2 separate regions of the Macaca mulatta genome follow, and region 2 is linked to region 1. The links are chromatin contacts, called in public Hi-C maps. All regions are on one chromosome and are shown on one strand. Each heading gives the region's core, a stretch centred on a gene start, on an enhancer-like site or on the middle of the called end of the contact. The rest is flanking DNA. Distances are from core to core; before and after follow the strand shown. Region 1 holds the start of RFT1 (RFT1 glycolipid translocator homolog). Region 2 holds the start of PRKCD (protein kinase C delta).

Region 1 (7,407 bases), core at 2,852-5,351:
AAATGACCATCTCAACCTTTATGGAGTCAAAGGTGGTCTTTTGAGTCCGATGACAGCTCTGTAGCTGCTCCTTAGAAACATGCAGATATGGCCAGGCACGGTGGCTCATGCCTGTAATCCCAGCACTTTGGGAGGCCGAGGCAAGTGGATCAACTGAGGTCAGGAGTTCAAGACCAGCCTGACTAACATGGTGAAACCCTGTCTCTACTAAAAATACAATTCACCATTTAGCTCTTCTATCTGTTATCTTCTAATTGTTATAAGCCTCAATGTCCTCTGTCAAATGAGGTTACCTATCACGTAGGGTTGATTAAAAGGATCAAAAGAGATTGCAGGGCTGAGTACGGTGGCTCATGCTTGTAATCCCAACACTTGGTTGGGCGCCGTGGCTCACACCTGTAATCCCAGCACTTTGGGAGGCCGAGGCGGGTGGATCATGAGGTCAGGAGATCGAGACCATCCTGCCTAACACAGTGAAACCCTGTCTCTACTAAAAATACAAAAATTTAGCCAGGCATGGTGGTGGGCGCCTGTAGTCCCAGCTACTCGGGAGGCTGAGGCAGGAGAATGGCGTGAACCCTGGAGGTGGAGCTTGCAGTGAGCCAAGATACTACACCACTGCACTCTAGCCTGGGCGAAAGAGTGAGACGCTGTCTCAAAAAAAAAAAAAAAAAAAAAAAAAAAAAAAAATTCCCAACACTTTGGGAGGCTGAAAGGTAGGAGAACCACTTGAAGCCAGGAATTTGAGACCAGCCTGGACAACACAGTGAGACCTCATCTTTACAAGAAATATTTTTAAAAGAAATGAGACTGTAGAAGTGAAAGCATTTTTTTTTTTTTTTTTTTTTTTTTTTGAGACGGAGTCTCGCTGTGTCTCCCAGGCTGAAGTGCAGTGGCGTGATCTCGGCTCACTGCAAGCTCCGCCTCCCGGGTTCACGCCATTCTCCCGCCTCAGCCTCCCAAGTAGCTGAGACTACAGGCGCCCGCCACCACGCCCGGCTAGTTTTTTGTATTTTTAGTAGAGACGGGGTTTCACCATGTTAGCCAGGATAGAGTGAAAGCATTTTTTAAGTGCATACAAATGAAAGGCATTAATACTTTCAGCATGGGTGGCTCAGAATTAAGATAGAACAAGCTCTCAAATTCTTGTAGAATAAGATGTAACCGCAAAGCTACCTAAAGTGTCTACAGTGTAATTCGAGAAAGCATACAAGAATGAAAACACTCAAGAAACCATATAAAAATATGGTTATTAAAACAAAAAATTCTGAGCAAGACTCCATCCCAAAAACAAAAAACAAAAAAAACATGTGTACACACTTATGTTAACCTCAAAGCTATCACTGTCTAAGAAACTTAATGTTGGCCGGGCGCGGTGGCTCAAGCCTGTAATCCCAGCACTTTGGGAGGCCGAGATGGGTGGATCACGAGGTCAGGAGATCGAGACCATCCTGGCTAACACGGTGAAACCCCATCTCTACTAAAAAAATACAAAAAAACTAGCCGGGCGAGGTGGCGGGCGCCTGTAGTCCCAGCTACTCGGGAGGCTGAGGCAGGAGAATGGCGTGAACCCGGGAGGCAGAGCTTGCAGTGAGCCGAGATCCCGCCACTGCACTCCAGCCTGGGCTACACAGCAAGACTCCGTCTCAAAAAAAAAAAAAAAAAAAAAAAAAAGAAACTTAATGTTTCAGGCCATATCCGTATCTCCTCTTTTTTTTTTTTTTTTTTTTGAGATGGAGTCTCGCTCTGTCGCCCAGGCTGGAGTGCAGTGGCACAACCTCAGCTCACTGCAAGCTCTGCCTCCCAAGTTCATGCCATTCTCCTGCCTCAGCCTCCCGAGTAGCTGGGACTACAGGCGCCCGCCACCACGCCCAGCTAATTTTTTTGTATTTTTAGTAGAGACAGGGTTTCACCGGGTTAACCAGGAGGGTCTTGATCTCCTGACCTCACGATCCACCCGCCTCGGCCTCCCAAAGTGCTGGGATTACAGGCATGAGCCACCACACTTTGGGAGGCCGAGCCCATATCTCCTAATTGGTTTGAATAAAGGTTGCAGCTAATGAAGCTGAGGTTGCTTATGCCACCCAGTATTTGCCACACACTGTACCCCTTATTAGCAACACAGCCTTCATTTACTTCTGCAAAGGACTTTACAGCTTTTGTTTTAACATAAGGTCTCACTCTGTTGCCCAGGCTGGAGTGCAATGCCATAATCACAGCTCACTGCAGCCTCAACCTCCCAGGCTCGAGATCCTCCCACCTCAGCCTCCTGCGTAGCTGGGACTACAGGTGCACGCCATCACGCCCATCTAATTCTTGTATTTTTTATAAAGACAAAGTTTCACCATGTTGCCCAGGCTGGTCTTTAACTCCTGAGCTCAAGCAATCCTCCTGCCTTGGCCTCCCAAGTGCTGGGATGACAGGCATGAGCCATCACGTCCAACCAACTTTACAGTTTTAAAAAAGGCTCTCTCACATCTGTTAAATTATTTGACATTTAAAAACAACCAGGTAAATGCACAGGAAGCAAGACTGGGGGTTAAGTGATTTCCTCAATGTCACATGGCAAGCAAATGACCCAGCTTGACCTTACAGGTAAGCCACCTGACTCGTAGTCCAGTGTGTTTTCCGCTACAACTTGTTTTCGTTTTATGAAGCCTATCTGGGTACTAAGATATTATCAAAGGCTGAAAAAAAAAAATCAGTACTGTGGATAAAGCACTAAACTCAGTTATTTGTGTAGTGAAACAGGAAAAAAAAACAAACAACCCTAAGTAAACTTAGAATGGCTAACATTTACTAAGCACATATCATGTGCAAGGCACTCTTCAACATGCTTTCCATAGGTTATCTCATTTCATTCCTACATTGACTATTTTAAAAATCCTTATTACCCTAATAAAAATAGCTACATTTATTAAGTACTTGTAGTGTGCCAGGCACTTAAGAGGCATGATTTCATCTAATCTTCCTAATGACCCTGTGAGGTTGCACTATGGTTCTCATTTAAGATGAAGAAACTGATACTCACGGAAGTCACGGGATTTATCCCGAAGGAGTGCATCTAGCAAGTGACAAGGCCCAAACTCAAGCCCCATTCTGCTTGGTTCTTTCTTCTGCCCTCCATCTGCCTAAGATAAGGGGTAGGGTAGATTCAAGACTTGTGTGAAGTAGGGTTGATTGGCTCAAGAGTGAGACAGAGAGATATTGAGCCGCTTGACTTAAAAGGTTCAGCTCCTGGGGTTGAAAGAATCTTCAGATACCATTTGGACTAACTGGCATGTATCATATCTGACAGATGACAAAAATTAGGGCCAAGAGGTGAAGTGACTTGTCCAAGATCACATAAACAGAAGATGCAGCCAACATGTATTAAATGCATACTAAGAGCCGGGTACTGTGTTAAGTACGTTTATTTGAATGATCCCAATCAATTCTTGCTTATGAGCTAGGTACTACATATTATTACCCCCATTTTACTAGTGAGGAACTCAGGCTCTGCAGGTGAAGTCACTTGTCCTGGGTCACATAGCAATCCAAGCCTAACTCCAGATTCCTGTTCTTAGCTATGCCATATGGTCTCTCGGAACTCAGTGGGACTCAAAGTTTGAGGGCCGTGTTTGATGAAGGAAATGAACCCCTTGCCTGAAAAATACCAGATTCTCGAGCACGAAATACCTGTCCCTCACCCCGACCACCTGATCTAATTCACTCCTCCTGCCATATGGGAAATAGAATGCTCTGAAGGAAAGCGGCTTGTCTGCAGTCACCCGGCCTAGACTCTGAAGGCAGGCTCCCATCTCCAGGCCAGGCCCCCCCTCACCAACGCCACCGTCTCCGGTCGACCCCCACCCCCTCCATTGCGGGGTCCACCTCGGAACTGGGTCGGCCCTGGGGCAGGCTCTCAAGGGCCCGAGGGCTGCCATCCCGCAAATCTCGGCTGCAGTACAAGCTGAAACCTGACGGGCAGAGAGTACCTGCAGGATGAGACCGGAGGAGGCCAGCCGGGCCGCCTGGCCCAGCACCTCCTGGCTGCCCATAGCCTGGGCGCCAGGCTCAGACACCAGGAAATGCCGCCGCCACTCCGCTTAGTCGCGATAAGATGGCGTCACGGAGCGCCTCGCTCTCTGATTGATGGCCTTGAGACAGGGGGGCGGGGCACGAGAGGTTCTGGCCCTTTAAGTGGGCCCGGCTCGGTTGGTCTGTTATGGCGCCTGGCGCTTCCCATTGCAGTAGGTCCTGCGCTGTCTGTCGCTTGTGCGCTGTCTGCCCCTCTCTTCCCCGTATAAACGAAATAGTGTGGCGAGTACTAAGAGATACTGTTAAAGAAGTCAAAGTTCCTTCTCTGAGGCTTTCAGCCACCAACCAAGAAGCACTAACTTTCCTGGCCTCATCTGCCAAAAGGGGAACAAACTTCTCATTGGCCTGTTAAGAGGACTCTTACCATTGACCTTTGCTTACAAAATCACAGCCACAGCCCCTCTGAATTAGGCTGGACAGGAATTGTCCTCATTTAACAGAGAAAGAACTGAGGACCAGAAGTTAGATACAGCACTGTCATGAGAATGGTTTTGTGAAATCCTTCAGAAAGCTCTGAGAATTGGCCCCTGTGGTTAGAGATGAGTAAAGCCTTGGAGATGGGAAGTGACTTGTTCGAATCTACACAGCTTGTTTCCTGACTGAGTGGATGTCAGGCTCCTGATCCTAAACGTATCACTCTTACCTGTATGCTAGAAATTGTGAGGGCAGAGTGGAAGAAGGACTGGAAGTGCTTCGTAAAATGTAAAGCGCCCAACATACACAGTAAGCCATTGCTCTGTCAGTGTTCTTATTATCTACCACGCAGGCTGTAGGAAGCTCAGTCTTTCCCCAGTCTCTTTTAGGCCTCACATGATATGGCCCCAACCTATCTTCTACTACCTTTCACATGATAATTGCCCTTCCCAACACTATCTAGGCCATAGCCATTCCGAGTCCTTACCGGTCCTCAAACAGGTGGTGACTCACTGGCCTTTGCTCCTCCACCCTCTCTGTCCAAAGTGTCTTCCCTGACAGCACCCCTTGCGCTCCTAGACCACACTGTCTTGACTTTCCTGGCCAACCACACCTGGTACCTGCTGTGGACTAAATGTTTGTGTCCCCTCAGGATTCATGTGTTGAAGCCTAATCCCCCAGTGTGATAGTATTAGGAGGCAGGGCTTTTGGGAAGTAATTAAGTCATGAAAGTGGAGCCCTCATAATGGGATTCGTGTCCTTATAAAAAGAGATGTCAGAAAAATGATCTCTGTGTCTACCACTCGAGGATGCAGCAAGAAGGTAGCTGTCTGCAACCAGGAAGGTGTAAAATGTAAAGCACCCAACATACACTTAACAGGAACCAAACTGGCTAGCACCTTGATCTTGGGCTTCCAGCCTCCAGAACTGTGAGAGAGAAATTTCTGCTTTTGACTTACCCAGACTATGGTATTTTGTTACAGCAACCCAAGCAAATTAAGACAGTATTCCTAAAATACTTTGTACCCCTTTATAGTTCCTAGTGCAACCCGCATTATAGCAGAAAGACTAAAATGTGTGTCTCTATTTAATCAGCCCATGAGCTCCAAGAGGGCAGAAGTGCAGCCTTCCTGGTTTTGCCTCCTGAAGTAGTGGTACAGAGCGTTCCTAGGGTTTGCATAAATGACTCCTGACACATGATTGCTGTTACTGCTGCTGGAAGCAGACTGTGGAACTCAAAGCCTATACACTCCCATCTTGCCAGGTAAAATGACCTCTGTCTTAGTGTGGAGGCCCAGAATGTGAGGTATTTTAATTTTCTTTTCTTATCTTGTCTTTTTTTTTTTTTAAACAGGGTCTCACTCTTTCACCCAGGCTAGGGTGCAGTAGTACAGTCTTGGTTCACTGCAGCTTCCATCTCCTGGGCTCAGGTGATCCTCCCACCTCAGCCTTCCGATTAGCTGGGACTACAGGCACGCACCATCGGACTTGGCTAATTTTTTTGCGATTTTTGTAGAGATGGGTTTTTCCCACGTTGCCCAGGCTGGTCTCCAACTCCTGGACTCAAGTGATCTGCCCACCTCAGCCTCTCAAAGTGCCAGGATTACAGGCATGAGCCACCGCACCCGGCCCAAGAATGAGAGCTTTTGACTGTCAGAGAGAACTGGCCTTGAATCCTCATTCTACCACTCACTGACTAGGTGACCTTAGTATGCTCAGCTGCTAAATAGGGATATTATCTGTCCTGTAAAAAGAGTCATAAGGATTATATCAGACAAGTCTGGCCCTCAAGGAGCTTAAATTCTAGTGAAAGGGAAACTGAAAAAAACTCTAACAAACAAATAAAATTTCACATAGGGCTAAGTGCTATGAAAGAATGAAACCAGATAAGATCATAGAGGCTTTGGAAGAGAGAGAGGGGTGCTGTTTTAGGAGGAGTGAGTTGGGCACCTACCTGGGGAGGAGTGTACTTGGAGAATAGAGAAAGTGCTGGAGGGTCCAGGTATTTGGCATAATGACTGAGATGCTAAAGACCTTGACCTGGGCAGCCTTCCCACCCCCATGGACTGTGGGCCAGCAGGTGAGACGGCCTCCCACTTCCTTTATTCCCAGCCAAGCAGTCTCCTCCTCCACAGCTCATCGCCAGAGAAGAACCAGCCAAGAGTTCATCATGTGCACACACTCCTAAGCCTGGCATCCGTGTAAGCTGCTTTGGGAGGGAAGAAGTGATCATTTTGCTAGGGAAAAAAAGCCAAAGGGGAAAAGCTCTAAGCTAAGTATAAAGGGCAAAGCATTCTAGGACCCCAAGGTATGGACTCTGTGGGGCTCCTGGGTGAGGAATCCGGGGACTTTTTCTCTTATTTTGGAAGTTAACACTTGGCAAGGAGGGACTGAGCAGAGCCCAGAGCCATGCTGGATTCTGGGGTGGGTGGGGAAAAAGGAACTGTGAGGAGAATCCACAAACATTGACCACTGACTCCATGTCAGGCACCTGTCTGAGCACTGAACATGCGTGTACTCCATCCTCTCAATACCTATGAGAGAGGGACTGCAGATCAGGAAACTGAGGCACAGGGATGTGAAGTAACTCATCCAAGGTCATTCAGCAAAAGAGTGGTCAAGGAGGTGTGTGAACTCGGGTCCCTTCTAATTCCAAATGCGTGAACAGTAATGTTCTTCCCCTCAAAAAACCTTCTGACTGTAAAGGAGACTTAAGAGTCCCCATATGTAAGCCACTGAGAACATATGTGGCATTGAGAGAGTGGAGTCTGGGAGGGCTGCAGTGGTAGAGCTGTGGTAGGCTTGGGGGCGTACCCTCCTCCCCAGCAAGGCTCTCCAAAGGTCTTGACCCTGTTGGAGATACTGGCCTGCACACTCCACTGGGTGTTGCATACTCCATGGTCTTGCCCATGG
Region 2 (7,407 bases), core at 1,786-4,285, 36 kb after region 1:
ACTACAGGCACCCGCCACCTCGCCCGGCTAGTTTTTTGTATTTTTTTAGTAGAGACGGGGTTTCACCGTATTAGCCAGGATGGTCTCGATCTCCTGACCTCATGATCCGCCCGTCTCGGCCTCCCAAAGTGCTGGGATTACAGGCTTGAGCCACCGCGCCCGGCCTGAAGGCTCTTTCAAGGCTGACGGCCTATGACTTGGCACATGACCATGCCAGGTCACAGGCTGTAACCCTGGGCAATGTGTTTAGCCTGGCTGAGGCTCTGTATATATCATCTCATTTAACCCTTATCATCTCATTCAACCTCTGACATGAGTCTGTCATCAGCTCTCTTCATAGGTGAGAACTCCGAAGCTGGGAGAGGCACGGTCACCTACTCAGGGCCATACAGTTAGCATGTGACACAGCCAAGGTTTGCTCTCAGGCTTCAGCAGGCCCTTCTTGTTGATGCCAGGCAGATTATGGGGACACAGATACCAGCTCATCTGGACCCTGCCCTGGCCCACCAGTGTGGCACCCAGAAGCAGCTCCAAGATGCAGGTTGGTTCTAGTCAAGCGTGGCCTGGACTCTCTGGACCTCATGCAAACCTGTTCTCCCTGGGGCCCTTGGACCTAAGGCCTGGAGGGAAGCCCACCTTCATCCCTTCTCTGCCCTTGCCACAGCATAGCCAGCACAGCCTTAGCCCCTCTGCCCCCCTCTGAGTACATCACACTTCCCCTTTCTCCAGAGGAGAGAGATTGGCTGAAGCCAGTGTGTGCTTGCAGCCCCTGAGCTCACAAGTCTGCATATCCTGAGGATCAGGAAAGTGCTTCCTGTTGTCTAATGTAAATCTTGTTCCTGTAACACCAGAATATGTCAAAGCAGTGATTCTCAACAAGGGGTAATTTTGCCCTGCAGCGGACATTTGGCAATGTTTGGAGACATTTTTGTCTGTCACAAGTTAAAGCAGGGAGGTACTACTGGCATCCAGTAGGCAGAGGCCAGGAATGCTGCTAAACATCCTTACAGTGCACAGGGCAGCCCCCACAGCAAAGAATCATCTGTCCCAAAGGTCAGTGGTGTTGGAATTGAGATCCCTGATGTAAACTATGGGCTTTGGAGGCAGAGAGACCTCAGTCTGAATCCACCTCTGCCACTGACTAGCTGTGTACTCTGGGGCAAGTCGCTTCTCCTTTCCCTGAGCCTGTTTGCTCATCACCAAAACTGGCACTAACAGTAGCCCTCACCTCTTAACTGTTCAGACTGCACACATCCAGCACCCAGCACACAGCCTGGTGCTGGGTAGCCCCTATCAGCGATAGCCATGATTATTCATTTCCTTCTTCCAAGGTGAACCACAGGGAGTGGGAACAAAGGTCTGGTGCCTGGACCTGGAGGCCACAAAGGTCTGGTGGCTGGACCTGGAGCTCCACAAGGGTCAGTCCTCCCTCTGGCTGCAGTCCCTGGCACAGGGTGGGCCTATTGTTTATGTTGAGGGAGAGGCTGGGTTGGCTTACTGTGAACCTGAAGGAGGAGCCAGAAGGAAACCTGATCCCAAGTGGGCAAAGGTCACCTGAGGCTCACCTTGTGCACCCTTTCCTCCAGTCCAACCCCAGGGAAGCCATGGGGCATGATGGGTGGGGTGGGATGGTATCAGGACACAGAACATGCTAATGAATATGGTCCTTCGCTCAGGGAAGTGCTGTGCATTACAACTGGGCATCAGGGAGGAGGGGCATTTGAATGGACACAACCAGGGCAGGTAGAGGTTTGGGGGTGGGGTGGGAAATGGCATTCAGGCCCAGAGAACAGCATGCTCAAGGCCTGGGTGTGAAGAGAAAAATGTCTTTCCCAAAGGATAGTCCTGGAACCCACCTGGTCTGACCTTTTCTCCCCATCCATCTTCCCCAATCTCAACCCAGGTGGCTGACAACATGGCAGCCCTTCTGTCCCCCATCCAGCCTCTCCTCTGCCCTGCAGTCCCTCTGCCCCATCTATCCCGCAGGAGCCCTCTAGAGCCTGTCGTCCTGACTGATTGTAACAGCTTTCACCACCTTCTCATTGCTCCGTAAGAAGACCAAAGTCCAATAACCTGTCTCTGTCACAAGCCCCTTTCTCAGCTCAGGCCACCTCTGGGATTGTCCCCCACTTCCATCCCTTGTGTTTAGACTTTCCCTATCCCTTCTAGGTGGTTCCCCAGGACCTGGAACCCTCTTTTTTGTCTCCTGGGAAGTGACATTTCTTTGGATCAGTATAAGGATAATGTCTTGGCTTTCTGAGCTCTGGGGACAGGGGGATGGACACCCTAGAACCCCAACTGGTCCCTAGACTTTGAGCCTAGGGGACACTCGATGAATAGATGGATGAGTGTATGAATGAATGAATGAATGAGTTATGGCTGACAACCAAGTTCCACGTCTGGAAAGGAGGCTCAGGCGCCTGCCAGGAGCAATAGAGAGGTCTCGAAGATGGGGGCAGGAGAGCAGAAGACTGCCAATCGGGGTAGGGGCAACTGCCAGTCGGGGTAGGGGCAGGTCCCAGAACCGCCTGAGGAGCAGTGCAGCGGCCGACCAGCGAGAACCTCCGGCCCTGGAGTGTAACCAGCTCAGTCTTTGGGGCAGAGCCGGGACAGCGGGCTTGGCGGCGGGCACCGAGCCCGGCCGCGTCCGAGTTCCAGCCAACAGGAAGAGCAGGAGTGGGGCCAAGGGAGGCGGGCCAGCTGGCTAGTGGGGAGTCCCGGGCGTGGGTGTGGGGAGCGGGGGAACCCCCGCCGGCGCCTCCCAGGCCCCAGCGGGCGGGGGGCGCCTCCTTATCGGGCCTCAGCGGCCTCCTCTGTAAAATGGGCCCCTTCTGAGGGCTGGCTGCGCGTAATGGCGGGAGGATGCGAAGCGGGCCACAGAGGGCAGAGGGGCCGGGAGACTCAGTGTCCCGCGCAGAAAGAGGCAGAGGGACACAGTCCCCGGTTGCAGCTGGTGGGGCGGGGCCTGGAGGGGCGGGGCCTGGAGGGGGCGGGGCCGGCGGCACCTGGGTGAGGTCGCGCCGCCCCGCCCCCTCGCACTTCCGTGTGCCGCGGCGCCGGAGCCCGAGGCTGCTGCAGCCCAGATCCCCCGAGCGACCCCCGGCGCCCGCCCGCCGTGCCGAGGCCCGGGCCACACCTCACTGGCCGCTGGACTCGTCCCAGTCAGCGCCGCGCCGACCGCCGTCCGCGCGCGCCAAGGAGCCGCCCGCCCGCCACCGCCGCCGCGACCCTTGGCGCCTGCCCCTGCGCCGGGAGGTGAGTTAGGGCCGGGACCCGGCGCGGGATCGGGGCTACCCCGAGGGCGCGACGCCCTTCCTTCCCCTCCCCGGCCCGGTTCCCGTTTCCGAAACTGAGAAACTGAGCCGCGGTCAGCGAAAGTCCCTCCGCGCCGAGACATGCCGGTGACTCCGTCCCCCCGTCCGTCTGTCTGTCCGTCCCTCCGCCAGATAGTGGGGGCTGAGGTCTTTCTGTCCGCCCGCCCGTGTGTCTCCCGCTCCTCCGAGAGGCCCGTCCGTCCTTCCCGACTGTCTCCTGGGCCCTGTGACCGTCCGTCTGTCGCCACCCACTCTGTGTTCTCCCCCTGCGCGCCTCTCCGAGACCCGATCCGTCTGTCCCTCGCCCTCCGCGTGCTCCATCGCCCCACCCCCACCCTTACCCCCGCCGGCCGCCCCCTCGATCCCGTTCTCCCGGAGCCGCGCCCCCGGCCCACGCTTGCCGCCCCCTGCCGGTCCAGCCGCCTATCCGCTCTACCGCGGAGCCCAGGCCAGGCCTCCCGCCGGGCCTCGCCTCCCGCCCCTGGGTCCCTGGAGGCCCGACTCGCGCGGCGCCTCCTCCTCGCTGTCTCTTCTTTCGGTCTCAAGAGTCTTTCTCGGTCCCTTCATCCGTCTCTGGGCTGGGCGTGGCTCCAGTCTCCACCATCCCCCTTACTGCCCCACCCCTCCGCCCCTCTGAGACCCCTTCCCAGGGTGGCCCCTGCCCGGTGTGGTCTGCACCCGCCCCCAACCCAGATGCCACTCGCGTTGTGGGGGCTCTGCCAGGTGAGGGGAGGGAGGGGGAAGTCCTCCTGGCTGGTGGTGGAGAGGCAGAAGGAGAGCACCATCGGAACTGCTCCCACTTCCCCAATTCCCTCACTCTTGGGGCACAGGAGAGCCCCACTGAGCCCCCACTTAAACCTGGTCAGAAGGATTTGCTGTGAGTGTGTGGGGGGGTCCCCTTCTCTGATGCCTACCCTGTATGCATGGACGCTATCTCCTTGTGCTAAGTCACTGGTATCTGGGTGTGTGGGTTGTCTGTGTCAGCTTCTGTGCTGTCACTGTGGGACTTGCCTGTGCATGTGTGTCCTTTTTCGCATGTGTGGCTCGCTTGTGTGTATGTGTGTATGTCTGTTTGTGTCCTGAGGCTCTGTGTGTGTCTTTTGCAACTGTGTGTACCATTCTTGGTGTTTTTGTTGTCACCAGACTTGTGTGTGTGTGTGTGTCCTTGTCTGCCAGTGTGTGTGTCCCTGTGTGTCTGGAGATTTCAGTGTTGCATACTGGGTATATCATGGTGACCAACTGGCCACAAGTACCTTAGATCTGTTAATTGTGGAAGCCCCTGGTGTTGGGTGCCTGCCCCCCAGGCTCATGTGTGAGTGTATCTGTATGAGTGTGTGTATGTGCGTGTACTCATGTGTGGCTCTCCCTCTGCCACTGAGCTTCTGTGACCAGGCTCACCTGGTCACTAAGGGAGGGGACTGATCCCTGGGGTTTCCTCGTTCCTACTGTGGAGTGAGCTGGGGCGCGGTGGGCAGGCCAACAGAGGGAGGCTGTATGGCGCATGTGTGATGTGTGCAGTTGTGTGTGTGTGTGAGACAGAGAGGTGTGGAGGTGTCTGGGCAGCTGTACCTGGCTGAGGGGTGGTGTGAGGACTATGGGATGGGACAGTACTGGGGTAAGCCTGGCAGTGTGTGGTCATGGTAGGAGTGTGTGACTGGTGGGACACAGTCTATGCTTGGGGAGTGACTGTGATTGTGGGGAACGGAGAGTGCCTGGGCGTGGGTGTTAGCGGCAGGAGGGGGTGTGACAAGGTGTGTGGTGACAGTGCTGGGAGGGAAGGTGAGAGGCCAGTATGGGTGTGTGAGTGTGTGGGAGACCATGAGGATGTGGGTGTGCACATGGAGAGGGCTAGAGGGCAAGTCTTGGGGTTAGCAGTGTTGTGACCAAGACCTCGGGCTCTGGATCCAAGAATGATTTGGGCTCCAATACTTGCTTGTGCCTGTTAAGAGCAAGAGACCCAAGCTAGGCCTCTCAAGGCTGAGTGTCTTTATCTGCAGAATGGAGAAAGTTGTGTGGACAAAAGGTCCTGAAGTCTTATGTTGTCACCACCCCCGGCTATATGGTTCCCATTCTCCTGGGAGCTGGGGTTAAAGAAAGCCCAGACAGTATCCAACCCAATTTCCTGCCTGTCTGTTGCCCCTTCCCATCTCCTTGACCAAGCAGCTTGAGGGAGGGAGGATGCCCAGACAAAGCCCCTAGTACCCAGCCCTGTTCAGCCTGCATGACAGCCCCTCCCTCACCAGCCGTTAGTGTCAGTAGCAGCAATGGGGGAGAGAGGGGTGGGGAGTGATTCAGAGCTGTGACTGCAGGGCGCTGACACCATTTAGCTGGCACAGTTTAGATTAAAATTAGAAATAATTTAAAGTACAGACGAAAAGATAAAGCCAAGGATGCCTCTATCCCCAGGGAATGGTGATGAGGGTCTCCAGCTGGGGGAGGGGCTCACATCTGGGGAGCAGAATCTTTCTTAGAGGCTTGAGCTGGCTGTCAGAAAAAATGCTTAGGCCTTTCAGCCAGGAGACACAGAGTTCCTTGCTACCTTTGCCATTTCTTCCTTCCAGGATATCTCCAGGCCTCAGTTTTTTCAGCTGTGTAATGGGCACAATAGTAATGTGAGAATCACCTGAACTATAATGCACAAAACAAGAGATTAAAAAATGTCACTCTTCAGGCTGGGCACAGTGGCTCACACCTGTAATTCCAGCATTTTGGGAAGCCGAGGCGGTAGATTACTTGGTCAGGAGTTTGAGACCAGCCTGGACAACATTTTGTCTCTACTGAAAATACAAAAATTATCTGGGCGCGGTGGTGCGCGCCTGTAATCTCAGCTGCTCAGGAGACTGAGGCACAAGAATCACTTGAGACCAGGAGGTGGAGGTTGCAGTGAGCCAAGATTGTGCCACTGCACTCCAGCCTGGGCGATAGAGCGAGACCCTGCCACATTAAAAAAAAAAAAAAAAATCAGTCATTTGGCATTCTCAACGTGAGTCCAGCACAGGAGCTTGCACGCCACATCATTGGAACCTCAGAACCACCTGGGGAGAGGGGGCTAGCAGTTTCTCCATTAAAAAAACTGAGGCTCAGAGGAATTGCCCCAGGCCATAAAGTGGTGTGGTACTTCATTGCACCCTAGGACTCCTAAGCCTGCAGGGCAACCTCCCGCAGACAGGAGAGTCGGGAACAGGTTTTTGCTGTGTTATTGGCTTCCTCACCAGGCTGGAAATGTGCTGAGGGCAGGGACACAGTGTTCCAGCCCCTAACATGGAATGGACACATAGTGGTGTCCAGGAAAAGTTGGACCCAACACTACATTTCAAGGAAGGGAAAGCCACATCCAGAGAGACCCAAGGTTTTAGGGCCAGGAGAGACTGAACTGGGCCTGTCAGCCATGCCGGGACTGGCAGATGGGGAGAGCCTGTTTGGCGGTGCCTCCCGGTTCAGCTGTTTCCTCCTGTTCCTGCAGGTCTGCAGGGAACTGGCCAGGCAAGGGTGCAGGCCGGTTTCTCCTGGTGGTTGGTGCGTTGCAGCAGCAGCGGGAGCCAGGACTAAGGACAAGCGGGAGCTGGGAGCCCCAGGTAGGACTGAGTTCTCTTAGGCAGATGGACGGTGCGCAGGCGTGGCCTTCCTCTCTGTCCTCCCTGTCCTTTGCTGTGGGACTGGATGGGGTTGGGCATGCATGCAGAGTCCTTGATCTGGTTGTGGGCCCTATGTGCCCAGGGGCCGCAGCTGTTTGCCCTGTCTATGGAGGGGCTCTCTGCTCATGAGGAACTTCCCGCCTGGAACCTGGCTCTGGCCCCGAATGCTCTCGCCTTGGAGCTCAGAGGCCTGGGGCCTACCATGAGTTTGGGGCAAGAAGTAGTAACACCTTTTTGGTCAGTTAGAGAGAGGGTGGCTCGTGGGCCAAGGATTGAGGGTGGATGTATCAGCTTTTCCTTGGCCCTGTATCTGCCTCCAACTGTCCTCATCGTCACACAAGGACACTGAAATTCCCCGTGGGCCCCACAGTGGGTTGGACGCTGCGGGGGGATGGAATGGGGTCTCCAGCTCCAGGTACAGCTGAGCTGTCTTCCACACCCCAGGCCCCTCCATTTTC

The links. A called contact is a pair of places that touch in the nucleus more often than the background predicts.
Region 2: a Hi-C map of blood shows a contact between it and region 1, with 1.8 times the contacts expected there. The contact joins the promoter of PRKCD here to the promoter of RFT1 in region 1. A contact is called at or near these places in 2 of 14 Hi-C or Micro-C datasets (blood and liver).

Annotation. Positions count from the first base shown.
Region 1 is chr2:116,711,783-116,719,189 of T2T-MMU8v2.0, forward strand. It overlaps RFT1 (RFT1 glycolipid translocator homolog), which reads right to left and starts at 4,102. Exons shown (of 12, transcript XM_028844236.2): 1 at 3,978-4,102. The coding sequence starts at 4,040.
Region 2 is chr2:116,749,116-116,756,522 of T2T-MMU8v2.0, forward strand. It overlaps PRKCD (protein kinase C delta), which reads left to right and starts at 3,036. Exons shown (of 19, transcript XM_077993147.1): 1 at 3,036-3,255. LOC144339243 reads left to right here. Exons shown (of 3, transcript XM_077993154.1): 2 at 173-4,583; 3 at 5,531-5,960. The coding sequence starts at 2,863. The coding sequence ends at 3,264.